Regions from separate parts of the Mus musculus genome. Here region 1 is linked to region 2. Evidence: chromatin contacts called from public ChIA-PET data. All regions are on one chromosome and are shown on one strand. Each heading gives the region's core, a stretch centred on a gene start, on an enhancer-like site or on the middle of the called end of the contact. The rest is flanking DNA. Distances are from core to core; before and after follow the strand shown. Region 1 overlaps Muc4 (mucin 4). Region 2 has its middle 26 kb from the start of Zdhhc19.

Evidence for each region. ChIA-PET counts read pairs in DNA pulled down with a chosen protein or histone mark.
Region 1: an RNA polymerase II ChIA-PET map of memory CD8 T cells shows a contact between it and region 2, with 23 read pairs. The contact joins two enhancer-like sites. A contact is called at or near these places in 1 of 39 promoter capture datasets (stem cell-derived epiblast-like cells), 1 of 115 datasets of contacts at active chromatin or transcription factors (memory CD8 T cells) and 1 of 9 other capture datasets (embryonic stem cells).

The regions. Positions count from the first base shown.
Region 1 is chr16:32,746,234-32,753,151 of GRCm38.p6, reverse strand. It overlaps Muc4 (mucin 4), which reads right to left. Exons shown (of 27, transcript NM_080457.3): 2 at 1-2,955. Among named protein-coding and RNA genes, the nearest start is that of Muc4, 14 kb to the right of the region's middle. Within about 2 kb of position 2,276, at least 23 of the 459 cell types and tissues checked have an H3K27ac peak or open chromatin away from gene starts, as enhancers often do. A contact at or near this core is called in memory CD8 T cells, where this site is marked.
Region 2 is chr16:32,519,264-32,526,209 of GRCm38.p6, reverse strand. No RefSeq gene overlaps it. Among named protein-coding and RNA genes, the nearest start is that of Zdhhc19, 26 kb to the right of the region's middle. Within about 2 kb of position 5,654, at least 108 of the 459 cell types and tissues checked have an H3K27ac peak or open chromatin away from gene starts, as enhancers often do. A contact at or near this core is called in memory CD8 T cells, where this site is marked.

The sequences.
Region 1 (6,918 bases), core at 1,027-3,526, 230 kb before region 2:
ATAACATGTGTGTTGTACTTGGAGCTGAGCTGCTCATGATGGGAGCATATGAGGTGGTTGTCTCACCAGGAGAGATTGTTCTTTGGGAACTTGTTTCTGTCTCAATTTGGTCATGTGAGGTGGCTGAAGGATTTGATGTGGTCACCTCTGGGGTGGTGGTAGTTTGAGGATTGGTGCTGGTACTCTTGCTTTCAGTGTGTTGGCTCTGAGGAAGGGTTGACAACATTTGAATTGAGGTGATGGGTGCTGACACTGTTGACATGTTCTGGGATGAAGGTGAGACCTGTGTGGTGGCAGGTGTAGAACCTTGAGTCCTTCCTGCTGTTGTGTGTCTTGTGTCTCCTGAGGTACTTTGAGTGGAGGATGTTGTGGATAACATGTGTGTTGTACTTGGAGCTGAGCTGTTTATGTTGAGAGCATGTGAAGTGGTTGTCTTGCCGGGAGAGATTGTTCTTTGGGAACTTGTCTCTGTCTGAATTTGGTCACCTGAGGTGCCTGAAGGAGTTGATGTGGTTACCACTGGGCTTGTGGTAGTTTGAGGATTGCTGCTGGTCCCCTTGCTTCCAGTGTGTTGGCTCTGAGGAAGGGTTGACAAAATTTGAGTTGAGGTGATGGGTGTTGACACTGTTGACATGTTCTGGGATGAAGGTGAGACCTGTGTGGTGGCAGGTGTAGAACCTTGAGTCCTTACTGCTATTGTGTGTCTTGTGTCTACTGAGGTACTTTGAGTGGAGGATGTTGTGGTTAACATGTGTGTTGTACTTGGAGCTGAGCTGCTCATGATGGAAGCATATGAGGTGGTTGTCTCACCAGGAGAGATTGTTCTTTGGGAACTTGTCTCTGTCTGAATTTGGTCACGTGAGGTGGCTGAAGGATTTGATGTGGTCACCACTGGGGTGGTGGTAGTTTGAGGATTGCTGCTGGTCCCCTTGCTTCCAGTGTGTTGGCTCTGAGGAAAGGTTGACAAAATTTGAGTTGAGGTGATGGGTGCTGACACTGTTGACATGTTCTGGGATGAAGGTGAGACCTGTGTGGTGGCAGGTGTAGATCCTTGATTCGTTAATGTTGTAGTGTGTCTTGTGTCTACTGAGGTACTTTGAGTGGAGGATGTTGTGGATAACATATGTGTTGTACTTGGAGCTGAGCTGCTCATGATGGGAGCATATGAGGTGGTTGTCTCACCAGGAGAGATTGTGTTTTGGGAACTTGTCTCTGTCTGAATTTGGTCATGGGTGGTGGCTGAAGGAGTTGATGTGGTCACCTCTGTGGTGGTGGTAGTTTGAGGATTGCTGCTGGTCCCCTTGCTTCCAGTGTGTTGGCTCTGAGAAAGGGTTGACAATTTGTGAGTAGAGGTGATGGGTGTTGACACTGTTGACGTATTCTGGGATGAAGGTGTCAATGAGGTCTGTGTGATGGCAGGTGTAGAACCTTGAGCTGTTACTGATGTTGTTTGTCCTGTGTCTACTGAGGTACTTTGATTGGAGGATGTTGTGGATAACATGTGTGTTGTACTTGGAGCTGAGCTGCTCATGCTGGGAGCATGTGATGTCCTTTTCTCGCCAGGAGAGTTTGTTCTTTGGGAACTTGTCTCTGTCTGAATTTTGTCACGTGAGGAGGCTGAAGGAGTTGATGTGTTCACCTTGGTGTTTGTGGTTGTTTGAGATTTGCTGCTGGTCCCCTTGCTTTGAATATGTTGGCTGTAAGAAGATGTTAATTCCTGAGTAGACGTGCTGTGTGTTGGCAATTTCTGGGATGAAGGTGTCATCGAGACCTGTGTGGTGTCAGGTGTAGAAACTTTAGTAGTTATTGCCTTTGTTTGTTTTGTGTCTACTGAGGTACTTTTTGTGGAGGGCATTGTGGTTAGTATCTGTGATGTCTTTGGTGGTGAGCTTCTCATGTTCGGAGCATGTGAGGTGGTTGTCTCACCAGGAGAGATTGTTTTTGGGGAATTTGTCTCTGTCTGAATTTGGTGAAGTGAGGAGGCTGAAGGGGTTGATGTGGTCACCTCTATGGTTGTGGTGGTTTGAGGTTGTCTGCTGGTGTCCATGCTTTCAGTGTGTTGGTTCTGAGGAAGGGTTGACATTTTTTGACTTGAATTGATGAGTGTTGACACTGGTGACAGTTTTTGTGGTGTAGATGTTGTTGAGACTTTCGTGGTATGTGTTGTAGAGTTCTGAGTAATCCTCAGAGTTGTGTTTCCTGGAGCAGAGTCTGTAGAGGATGTTTGGGTGAGCACTTCTGTTGTAGTTAGTGATGTACTGCTGACACCAGAAGTAGATGGCTTGGTTCTTTTATCTGAAGATGATGTCACTTGAGACATTGTCTGTGCAGGAGTTGAGTCACTTGTAGAGGTTGAAAGAGTTGATGTGACTATGTTGACTTGAGATTTGCTGCTGGTCTGCTTGCTTCCAGTGTGTTGTCTCTGAGTAAGAGTTGAGGTGATGGGTGTTGACACTGTTGACATATTCTGGGATGAAGGTGTCAGTGAGACTTGTGCGGTGGCAGGTGTTAAACCTTGAGTTGTTATTGCTGTTGTGTGTCCTGAGTCTACTGAGGTACTTTCTGTGGAGGATGTTGTGGTTAACATGTGTGTTGTACTTGGAGCTGAGCTGCTGATACTGGGAGCATGTGAGGTGGTTGTTCCATCAGGAGAGATTGTTCTTTGAGAACTTGTCTCTGTCTGTATTTGGTCACGTGAGGAGGCTGAAGGAGTTGATGTGGTCACCTCGGTGGTTGTGGTGGTTTGAGGTTTGCTGGTCTCCATGCTTGTAGTATGATGGCTCTGAGAAACTGTTGTTATGGAACTTGGAGTATCCCTTGTTGATGTTTGTTCTGTTTTACTTGTCCTTCTGTCAGAAGATGTTGATGAGGTCGATGCTTGTGAGCTCATTTGGGATGTTCTGGTGCTGCTGGAAAGGGACATGGGTGTCTGTGTTGATGTTGTTGCTAGAGCATCTTCTTGAAATAAAACAAACAACGACTTTATTATCTTGCAGAATTTGTTTAGATAAATGGTAACTTCTAACTGAATTCTTTCATTCAGCTAACAATCCTTTTAACTTCTCTACATACTGATTTCTGTGTAGTTTCACTTACTTAACCACAGTTATGAGTTCTGCACACAAGTACACACCAATTTACTGATAAATAGTGCAGTAACTTGCGATGGTGTTTTGCTTGCATTATTGATGTTTTTGAAAACTAGTTACATCTGATGGATCCCATGAAACCTGGACATTCCTCAGGTTAAACTGGGAAGCCAAGAGCCATCTGCCACGTCTACAACACTATATTATTAAAGCACGCACACAGATCATGTGATCAAAAGCTCTCCAATTAAAGCTGTGCAGGAGGGTGAGCAGCACATCACAGCCCTGTCTTACTGAGTTTAAAGGCATCTTTAGGAATCCAGAGAAATATTTTCTGTTAGTAACTTTTATCATGAGAATGAAAGAATCCATCTAAATCATGCATCCAGCTTGCCTCAATTGCATTCATCTTCAGCAATACAGGTAGAAAATACAGTGTTCAGGTTTTTTTCCTTCCCAGAGGAAAGGGACCCAAAAAAAGAAAAATACCTAGGACCTATGAGAATCTTAAGAGATAGCTCAGCAGTTAAGAGCACCGAATGCTCTTCCAGAGGTTCTGAATTCCATTCCCTGCAACCACATGGGGGTTCACTACCATCTTTTATTGGATCTGATGCCCCCTTCTCGTGGGTCTGAAGACAGCTACAATCTGAAGATGAGTTGCAGTGTACTCATATATACAATATAAATAAATAAATCTTTAAAAATCACAACAGGGGGTTAGAGGACATCCTATCCACCCCATTTTATGGATGAGCAGTGACACTTCTCTAAAAGAATTGTGCAGTACATGTGGCCTGCCGAGTCCTTCAGGACAGCCTGTTTCCTAGTAGGAGAGAGAGAGAGAGAGAGAGAGAGCACTGAGTAAATAAAACCATAAGTAAGCCAGGATGGGGCAGCAGTTACAGCATGCATGGGTTAGTGCAGCCAGCACTTAATGTAGAAAGCATGCTTACATCCACGCATGCCTTTGGTTTTCACAACATCTGCATAAGTAAGGGTCATTATCCCCCCAATTTTCTAAATGACTAGAGACTGAGACCTGACTTTTCCAAAACTTCCAGCTCTTCCTGGGAAGCCAAGACCAATACCCCAGCTCTTCAGAGTTCTCCACATCGTTCCCTGCTCTATTCAAAGTTCTGGAGAACAGACGCCCTGGAGCTCAGTGAGCCAGACCCAGCCTGGAGAGGAAGAGGGAGCTTGGGGACAAGAATGGAATAGAGGCAACAGCAGAGTAGGAAGTGCAGAGCCCTGAAAGATTCACTCAAAGTACCAGGCGGTCTTATGTCTTAGAGAGGGTGACCACAGTGTAGATCCTGCTGCTTCATCCACAGCACAATTGGCAGTGTGGAAATTCTACAGGTTACGAGACAGGAGCAGTGGCCATGAGCACGTGCTTCTCTTGCAGAGAACGGGGTTGAGTCCCCCAAGTTCCACATCCAGCAACTCAGTCTCCTATGACTTCAGCCCCAGTGGATCTGCTCTCTGCAGGGACCTGCACCCCCATGCACCCCAACATACATACATACATACATACATACATACATACATACATACACATACATACATACATGACTACGAATAAAAACTATAAATCAGGCAGTGGCCGTACACACCTCTTATCCCAGCATTTAGGAGGCAGATGCAGGCAAATCTCTATGAGTTCGAGGCCAGCCTGGTCTACAGAGCAAGTTCCAGGACAGCCTAGGCTACACAGAGAAACCTTGTCTCAAAATAATAATAATAATAATAATAAAACATTTTAAAATATTCTAGATGTTGGGAAACAAGAGAATAGCCAAAGGCGGCTGACCTGAGTAGCATCCATGTGGAAATACTATGCCTAACTCCTGTAATACATAAATCAATACAAACTACTAAAACAATTTTTAAATTCTTTTTTTGTTGTTGGTTTTTGTTGTTGTTTTGGGTTTTTTGTTTGTTTGTATTTTCAAGACAGGGTTTCTCTATATAGCCCTGGCTGTCCTGAAACTCACTCTGTAAACCAGACTGGCCTTGAACTCAGAAATCCTCCTGCCTCTGCCTCCCAACTGCCGGGATTAAAGGCATGCGCCTCAACTTCCCGGCCATGTTTTAAATTCTTAATCAACAGATTTATTATAGATAACCGAAAACAAAGCCTACAGAGCAGTGGTCCGGGTAACTTTCCATGCACCACTTAAGTGGTTAGAACTCTGGTGCACACATTCAGGGCTTCCTAGTAAATTTGTCAATAATATAAATGAATGTTTTTCAACATCCTGTATCAATGGGCATGTCCTTTAGTTGAAAAGAGATCATCAAATTTGTCCCCCAAGGAATTTAGAAATAAAGACTATTCATTAATCTATCTGGTATTATTGGAAGTGGCCAATCTTTCTTGCTAAAGTTGTCGAATACTCCTCTTTAAACAGCCCTAAGAGGGACAAACAAGGAGGCAGTCTCCCTCACCATGGCGAGGAAGTAGCCCAGGGTAGAAAAAAGCCTTCTGGGATGCTATGTATGCTCCTGGGCTGAGTGAGCCGGGGCTAGCCAACAAGACCTGTTCTAGCTCAGGGGTTCAGAGATATTTTGGGGAAAGGCCCTGGAAAGCCAGTCCAACCAATGAGAGGTGGCAGTGCAGGCTTCCCACAGAGAAGCCAGCTGCTCAGGGTGGCTTCAGAACCACCTCAGAGCTGACGGTATCTTGTATGTGTGTGTGTGTGTGTGTGTGTGTGTGTGTGTCTGTCTGTCTGTCTGTCTATGTCTGTGTGTGTGTGTTTGTGTATCTGTGTGTGTCTGTGTCTGTGTGTCTGTGTGTCTGTGTGTGGGTGTGGGTGTATATGGGTGTGTGTGTCTATGTGTCTTTGTGTCTGTGTGTAATCCCGGCACTTGGAGGCTGAGGCAGGATAATCTCAAGTCTCTCTCTAGTTTGAGACTCCTGAGTCCCATAGTGACTTTGAATTCAACTTAAACTATATAGTAAAACTATCTATACAAACACCACCCCAAAATGAAGAAGAGGAAGAAGAAAATCCGGGAGCTGGGAATGTGGCTCACTGATAATCCATGTACTTTTCAAATGTGAAGCCCTGGGTTATTTATCCCAGAATTAAAATGAGCAAGACTTTTCTGACTTGAGGATATCTTCCATGAGATGAAACAGGTAAAATCAACCTGGAATTGTGAACAGACAATGGGAATCTGCAGGAGGAGAAGCAGACAACGTCCTTACTACAGAGGTAACTCTTTGTTCTTGGACTTCAGCAATCCCTGTTATCCTCAGGGAATCCATTCCAAGGCCCAGGTGGAGCCTGGAACTTTGAACAGTATCCAACCCTATATAATATAATCATTTCTCCCTATACATACACACTATGCTAATCACTTCTCCCTATACATACACACTATGCTAAAGTTTAATTTATAAATTGGGCATTAGACGAGATCAGCAACAATAATAACATACAGCAGTAAGAATATCCTTGTGATAAGTTTTTTAAACCTATGAAATATTCACTCCTGGAATTTTCCATCTAATGTGCTCAGATTTCAATTGACTACAGCAAGATATTACTTTATAGTGTTGCTCTTTTTTGAAAGGAAATAGATTTTCTCCCTTTTCTTTGTGCTGGAGATGGGAACAGGAACGTTGGCAAGGCCAGGCAAGCACCGAACCTGCGCCAGCCTTCAATCTAAGTGCTTACAAGTGGTCGGAAGGCAGGTCACAGAGAAGTTTAGGCTCGTGTGCAGTTCTTAGAGTTGCCCCTAATTCGTTCTCTTTCGGTCTCTATCTCCACCTCGCAACACATCCTAGGTTTTAAAGCCATCCTCTGGCCTCAACCTCCCT
Region 2 (6,946 bases), core at 4,405-6,904:
TACATACATACATACATACCCTGTCTTAAAAAACAATAAATAAATAAATAAATAGCATTTTAAATAAAAATACCAACAGCCGAGCACCGAAGCACATGCCTGTAGTTCTGGCACTCAGAGGGAGGTTATTTTGGTATATAGTAGGTTGGAGGCCAGTCTGTGCTACGTGAGACCACCCATTACAAAAGAAAATCCATGTACACAGAACTGTTAAGGTGGCTCAGTTGGTCTCTTGGGGTTTTATTGCTGTGAAAAGACACCAAGGCCAAGGCAACTCTTATAAAGAAAAACATTCAATTGGGGCTGGCATAGAGTGCAAAGGTTTAGTCCATTATTGTCTTGCTGGGTGACATGCAGCCTGCAGGCAGACACAGTGCAGACCTGCAGGCAGAAGAAGGGGACTGTGTGCCATACATTGCTTGAGAATAGGAGATCTCAAAGCTCACCTCCACCATGACACACTTTCTCTAACAAGGCCACACCTCCTAACAGTGCCACTCTCTATGGGCCAAGCATACAAACATGTGAATCTATGGAGGCCACACCTATTCAAACCATCACAGTTGGTAACATCCCTGCCGTGCAAGCAATGAGGCCCTAAAGTCAGCTCCCCAGCACCCACATAAAAACTGGGTCCAGTGGATCTGTGGCCCCAGAGCTTGGGGGGCAGGAGAGACAAGCCGATGTATGGGGTTGATTGACTGACTAATGAGTGAGTTCCAGGTTCAGTTAGAGACCCTATTTAAAGCAGTGAGGTGGAGTGGAGACAAGGATACCAGTTGACCTAGACCTCTGGCCTCCTCATGGACATGCATGCACACACAACTGCATGCACAGCTGGACACATCCATAGGATATGCACATACACACCCACACAAGAAATAACACTCATATAATAAAGAATATTAGAACAAACCCATTGCCTGCCCAAGAAACAGAAGACTGCGGCTGGTAATGTAGCACAGTGGTAGAGTATGGCTTAGCCCTGTGACTGAATCCCAGGCTAAAAAATACTTTAAAAATGAGAAAGACTAGGCCGGGCAGTGGTGGTGCACGCCTTTAATCCCAGCACTTGGGAGGCAGAGGCATGCAGATTTCTGAGTTCGAAACCAGCCTGGTCTACTAAGTGAGTTCCAGGACAGTCAGGGATACACAGAGAAACCCTGTCTCAGAAAAAAACAAATGAGAAAGACTATCAAGGCATGTTAAGGCCCCACCCATCCCCCACCCCCATCGATGCCCACAGGTAACCACTATTCCAAGTTTAACTTTTATCCCTTACACTTTTATCCCTTACACTTTCCTGGACTCATAGCTTTAGGCCTCCAGACATTTTATTAGTGCTGCCATATTTGTCTTTATTGTTACAGACTGAACTGTATCCCTTCAGACAGGTGGGTTAGGAGTTGTAACCATAACCAGGTACTTCAGAACGTGACTTTATTTGGAGATGGGGTCTCTGTGGAGGCTCATAAGTTGAAACAAGGTCATTGAATGGGCCCTAATCCAATATGACTGGAGTCCTTACCAAAGCAGGAAACGTGGACTTGGAGGGGCTTCTGAAGTCTACTGTGGGGCTGCCAGAAGCCACACCCTACCCCAGAGCCTTCCCAGGTGGCTCTGCTGGCCCTGTGGCCCGGGGCTGGGCTCCCAGTCTCCAAAACAGTTGGGTGAGCAGTCAGTGGGCAATGTACTGTTACAATGCGTCATCATACCTCATTCTGTACTGCTCTGCCCTTGAAACTGGCTTGCAAGTGAAGCTGAGGTGATTCATTTTCTGTGCCAGATCCCATTACGATACACCACGATGTCTCCATTTGTCCTTGAAAAGCTACATGGCTTGATTACAGAGGTTTTTAAATTATTCATATCTGTGTACTCCCGGCTAGTCTGCAGCCTCAGACAGGGTTGTTTAGGGGTTCTTTGTTCTCATGGGGAAAGGAGTTGTCCTGTCTCTTGTCCTGTTAATACCCCAGGAGCTCAAGTACCTCTGGGGTAAAGAGAGCAAACACAAGCCCTAAGTGGGTAGGAGCAGCCAAGCAATAACACTTGGCAGGATAATTCACTGGCTCTCCCTAGGGAGTGGGGCTGACAGCTGCGGCAGGCAGTGAGTGTCCTCTCTGCCCTGCATGCTCCTGAGTACTGGGTTAAACCCTCCTTTTATGTTTGCCTATCTGACGAGTGACATCCGAGTGTACTTTTGGTGTCTAATAAAGTCCTGACGTGTTTCCTGGCAACACCTGTTCTGTTTACACAAGACACCCACTCGCTCTTCCTCAACTTTACCCTATTCTTAGGCATTCTTTATATAAGCATTGCATGAGTGTCATGATTGTCCTTATACATGTCTTTTTGTTATATTTATGGTGTCCCTTTATGAACACAAGCTCCTCTTTCTTCTTAAATACTTTCCTGCGCCTCCTCCTCTGCAGTTAAAGGTTCACAGCCAAACTGACCAGAAGACACAGAGGGTCCTGAAACACCTTCTGGAGGAATCCTTCATGCTCCTTGAAGCACTCTCTGGCTAGGAGACAGAGCTTAGGCAAGCCTTGGCTGGGTGCCTGCTATCCTGGCCATAAGTCACTGGGAGAGGCTCAGGGCAGACCAAGCAGGCCAAAGGAGCTTGCAGAAAAGCTTAGAAGTAGCAGAAAGACCTGCTCAGGATCTTGATTGTAGAGGTGGCTTTATAGGTGTGTACACGAAACACCAAAATTGACTTTAAAATTAAAATCGAACAACTTTTTTTTACAATGTTATTTTTTCATTATTGTGTGTGTGCTCACACATGCATGTTGAGTATATATGTAGTGTACACATGTGTATAGTGGATGCTTACAGAGAGCAGAGGAGACTTTTCAATCTCTTCCCCATTCTTTTTGTTTTTTGAGACAGGATTTCTCAGTAGAACCTTGGCTGTCCTGGAACTCACTCTGTAGACCAGGCTGGCCTCAGACTCACAGAGATCTGCCTGCTTCTGCCTCCCAAGAGTTGGGAGTGTACCACCACCACCCGTCTTTTTTTTTTTTTTTAAATTGTGCATGTGCGCATGGCATGCCCTCTAAGGTGGTGGCACACTCCCATGTCACACATAGAAGTCAGAGTGTTAAGCATGAGGCTCACGAGAAAAGAACAAATCCATGGTTGTCCAGTTAAAGCTAGCTGTATTTTAGGGTACACCTGGGACTGGCCAGCTGGCTGTCTCACCCTAAATCAGGATTTGAGAGAGCAGCCTCTGCTGGCCTCTTGAAGTCCTTTTTATAGGACAGATAAGGTATCCACAGGGGTGAGAGAGTCAGCTGTTATCCACTGTAGAAAGAATCAAGGGAAGGGAAGGAACGGGGTAAGAACGGATCCTGTGAATACACAAAAGTTTAGTGTAAGCTGAAAAACTCGTTTTACGGTTTATATCAGACTAAGAAACAGGAACTTGCTTTTAACTACAAACAGAAACCTTAACTTGCAAGGACTTAACACAAGACAAATAAAATTTGTTCTTTAACTACAAACAGAAACCTTAACCTACACAGGGCAAATAGGAACTTATTCTTAACTATCTTAACTGCAAACAGAAACCTTAGCCTGCAAGGTGAATTGTTCCTGTCTGGGTCTCCCATGAACTTGCAGAGCATATTGTTCCCAACTCAGACTGGACAATATTTTTTTAATGTAATATTTTTTAATTTAAATTAAATGCTTAAAAATTTTAAATGTTAACTGTCTTTGTTATTATGATGTGCACACGTGTGTGTAGAGTTTCTGCATGAATGCGGTGGACATCTGTAGAGATCAAGGGTTAGAGTCAGGATGCCTTTTCAACCACTTCCCCATCTTATTTTTCTTTTGGGGGAAAAAAATAGTGTGCATGTGCATAATGTACACTATGAAGAGGGTAGCACACTCCACAGTCATGTAGAGGCCAGTAGGGTCGTTTCTCTCTTTCCACTATTGCATGGGTTCTGAGAAGTGAGCTCAAGTATCAGGGGTTTGTTTGTTTGTTTGTTTGTTTGTTTGTTTGTTTGTTTGAGATAGGGTTTCTCTGTGTAGTCCTGGCTGTCCCGGAACTCACTCTGTAGACCAGGCTGGCCTCGAACTTACAAAGGTGTACCTGCCTCTGCTTCTCAAGTGCTGGGATTAAAGGTGTGTGCCACCATATTCCTCTAAATTGCCAGATTTTCAAGGCAAATACCTTTACCTGTGAGCCATCTCACAGGTAAACTTGTTATTTAAGGTACTGTCTCTCACCGAACCTGGAGCTCACCCTTTTGGCTGGAATAGCTGGATGGGGAATCCTGATCCATTTGTCTCTGTCCTCCAGCAGTGGGGTCACAGGTGTGCCAATCAGGGCCTCAGACTCACACAGAAGGCGCTCGCCTACGGAGCCCTAGCCTCCTGTATACTTCCAATGCATATAGTTTAAGCAACAATAAAGCTCAGTAAGGTGGCTAAAATTTACAAAAGTAGCCGGGCAGTGGTGGTGCACACCGTTAATCCCAGCACTTGGGAAGCAGAGGCAGGTGGATCTCTGAGTTTGAGGCCAGCCTGGTCTACAGAGGACAGACAGGGCTACACAGAGAAACAAAACAGCAACAGTAAACAAAATAACAAGAAGAAGCAAGAGCAGGCAACAGTTGTCAGAAATGTTTATAGAAAGAAGACAGGCAGCCTCCAGAGTAGTGGCACATGTTTGCAATCCAGGTACTTGGCACTGACACAGGAGGGTCTTGACTTTGAGGTCAGCCTAGGCAACATTGTAAGATCCTGTCTCAATAAAGCTACAAGGAGGAGGGAAAGGGAAGAAGAAATGAGGGGGTTGAGGGAGTGTTCCTAAAATATTCACAGGATTCATCTCTGATCACAAGATTACGAAAGATTTTAATTTTCCTCTTTCGGTTTTTGATGCTCTAAAATTTTTTCAAAGTATATCTGGGCAATGAGGTATATTCTGTAGTCCCAGTTGCTCAGGAAGCTGAGGCAGGAGGATTATTTGAACCCAGGAGTTTGAAGCTAATTTTGGCAACATCATAAGACATTAGTTTAAAAAAAAATAACAACAGCGATAACAACAACCAAAACTAAGACATGTTCAGCTTCTGTAATAAGAAATACAAAAGCATTAATTTGAAAACAAAAGCAATTTAGTAAGTTCAGAGATTTTTGTGATCAGCAACAGCAGCCATTAAAAGGGCTTGCGTGTGGGTTGCTGTGTGTGACAGAGCTGTGATAATAAGACGCAGTCTTAGGCTTGATGGTCCTGCCTTAGCTCTGCTACCGGCTGCTACATGGCCTTAGATTGGTCAGGTTCTCGGTTAGTTTCTATAATTCAGAAGTCTCTTAGCAGTCCCACGGCACAGCAAAGGCTGGGGAGTTATATACAGCCACTTCACACATTGTCTTAGCTTCAAGGCACTAAAGCGAATACAAGGGGATTTTAGAAAAGCTTTGCTTAGGGTGTGTGTGTGTGTGTGTGTGTGTGTGTGCTTTTTAAATCAATAAAAAGAGAGTGGGATAATCTCTGAAATACAGTTCCTGGAACTGAACGTTTTTTTGAGGTTTCTCTTAATGGGTATCAGAAGTCGCCTCTCACCCACAGCCAACCACAAGCGCAGCTGCTGTGCCTTGCCGGTGCCCTGCTGGAACCAGAACCAGCAGTGTGCAATCGCTCGCCTTCATCCTCTGCCGTGTTTACCCTGCCTGTGGCTGCTTGGCTGGGCCAGAGAGCTGACTTCACTGTTTTCTCTTCACGCTCACCCAGCCATCCTCTTGTCCCCCACACCCTAACCCGTCTTCAGCTTGGCCTCATCTTGGTCTGGGTGGTCCTAACTGCCTTCCTTCACCCCTCTGTTTTATGTTTGCGAATGTAATCCACACTGGGCACAGATCATGCTCACGACCTGTTTGTTAGTTCTCTCCCTTGGAGGTGGCTTTGGGGAGGTTAAGACAGTCTCACGTAGCCTAGGCTGGCCTCTAACTTCCTATGTAGCTGAATCTGGTCTTGAACTCCCGATTCTTGATGTTTCCACCTATCTCCCCATGCTGGGATGGCAGGCACCACCACCGGTCCTTGTGACAGGCAGCACCTTGTTAGTTCTCCTTGAACCAGTGTTCACCTCTCACGCCCAGCCTGGAAGCCGCTATTAAACTTTAAGGGTGACAACAGAGGAAAGGCAGAGGAACAGATCGGTGGCAGAACTTCCAAAGGTGAGGAAGACAGCCCCAAGGGATGCTAACGAGGCCCCTGGAAGAAGGATCTAGAAGGCTAGCTGCTCTGTAAGGGAAGGGGGCTGGCTCTCCACAGTTCACTGTGCCGGGGCGTGTGTGAAGACCGTGTGATAACCCTCTTGTGTTCACAGCTTGCCTGTAACTCAGATTCTTAGCCTATCAGACTAGGTGCCAGCATCGCCTGGGAGATCCACGTAGGAGTGAGCTTAGTTCTCTGCCTGTCTTTCTGTTTCTTCCTGGTTCCTTTTCACTATGCCCCAACCCCAGTCTTCTATCTGCCCCACAATAGGCACCCGACACCCAGTCAGAGGTCAGCAAACTTTCTCAGTTAGAGATCTGGCCTAAGTCTCTGCACAACTCACCTCAGAGAGGAGGGTCAACTGCTGGGCCAGGGACTGGCAACTGGTTGGTGGACATTATTCTCTAGACCCATCATCCTGCCTGGGTCATAGCCAACCCTGAAGACAGTGACCTTAGGCAAGTCATCTCTGGGTCCCTTTAATGTTCTGTGAGACATAGCACCTGCCCTCAGGGGCTGTTGGGAGCAGTGGGAGGGAGCACGGCCTCCCAAACGTAGTCACTCAAGTTTCTGTTGAGGATCGTACACCAGGACATCGCATGCACCGTCACTTCCCTGGGCATCTGTGGATCAGTCAACTTGAAATCATCTCAGTCTGTGGAAAATAATGACTGTGTTGAAGAGTATAGTCCACGTGCAATCTGATGA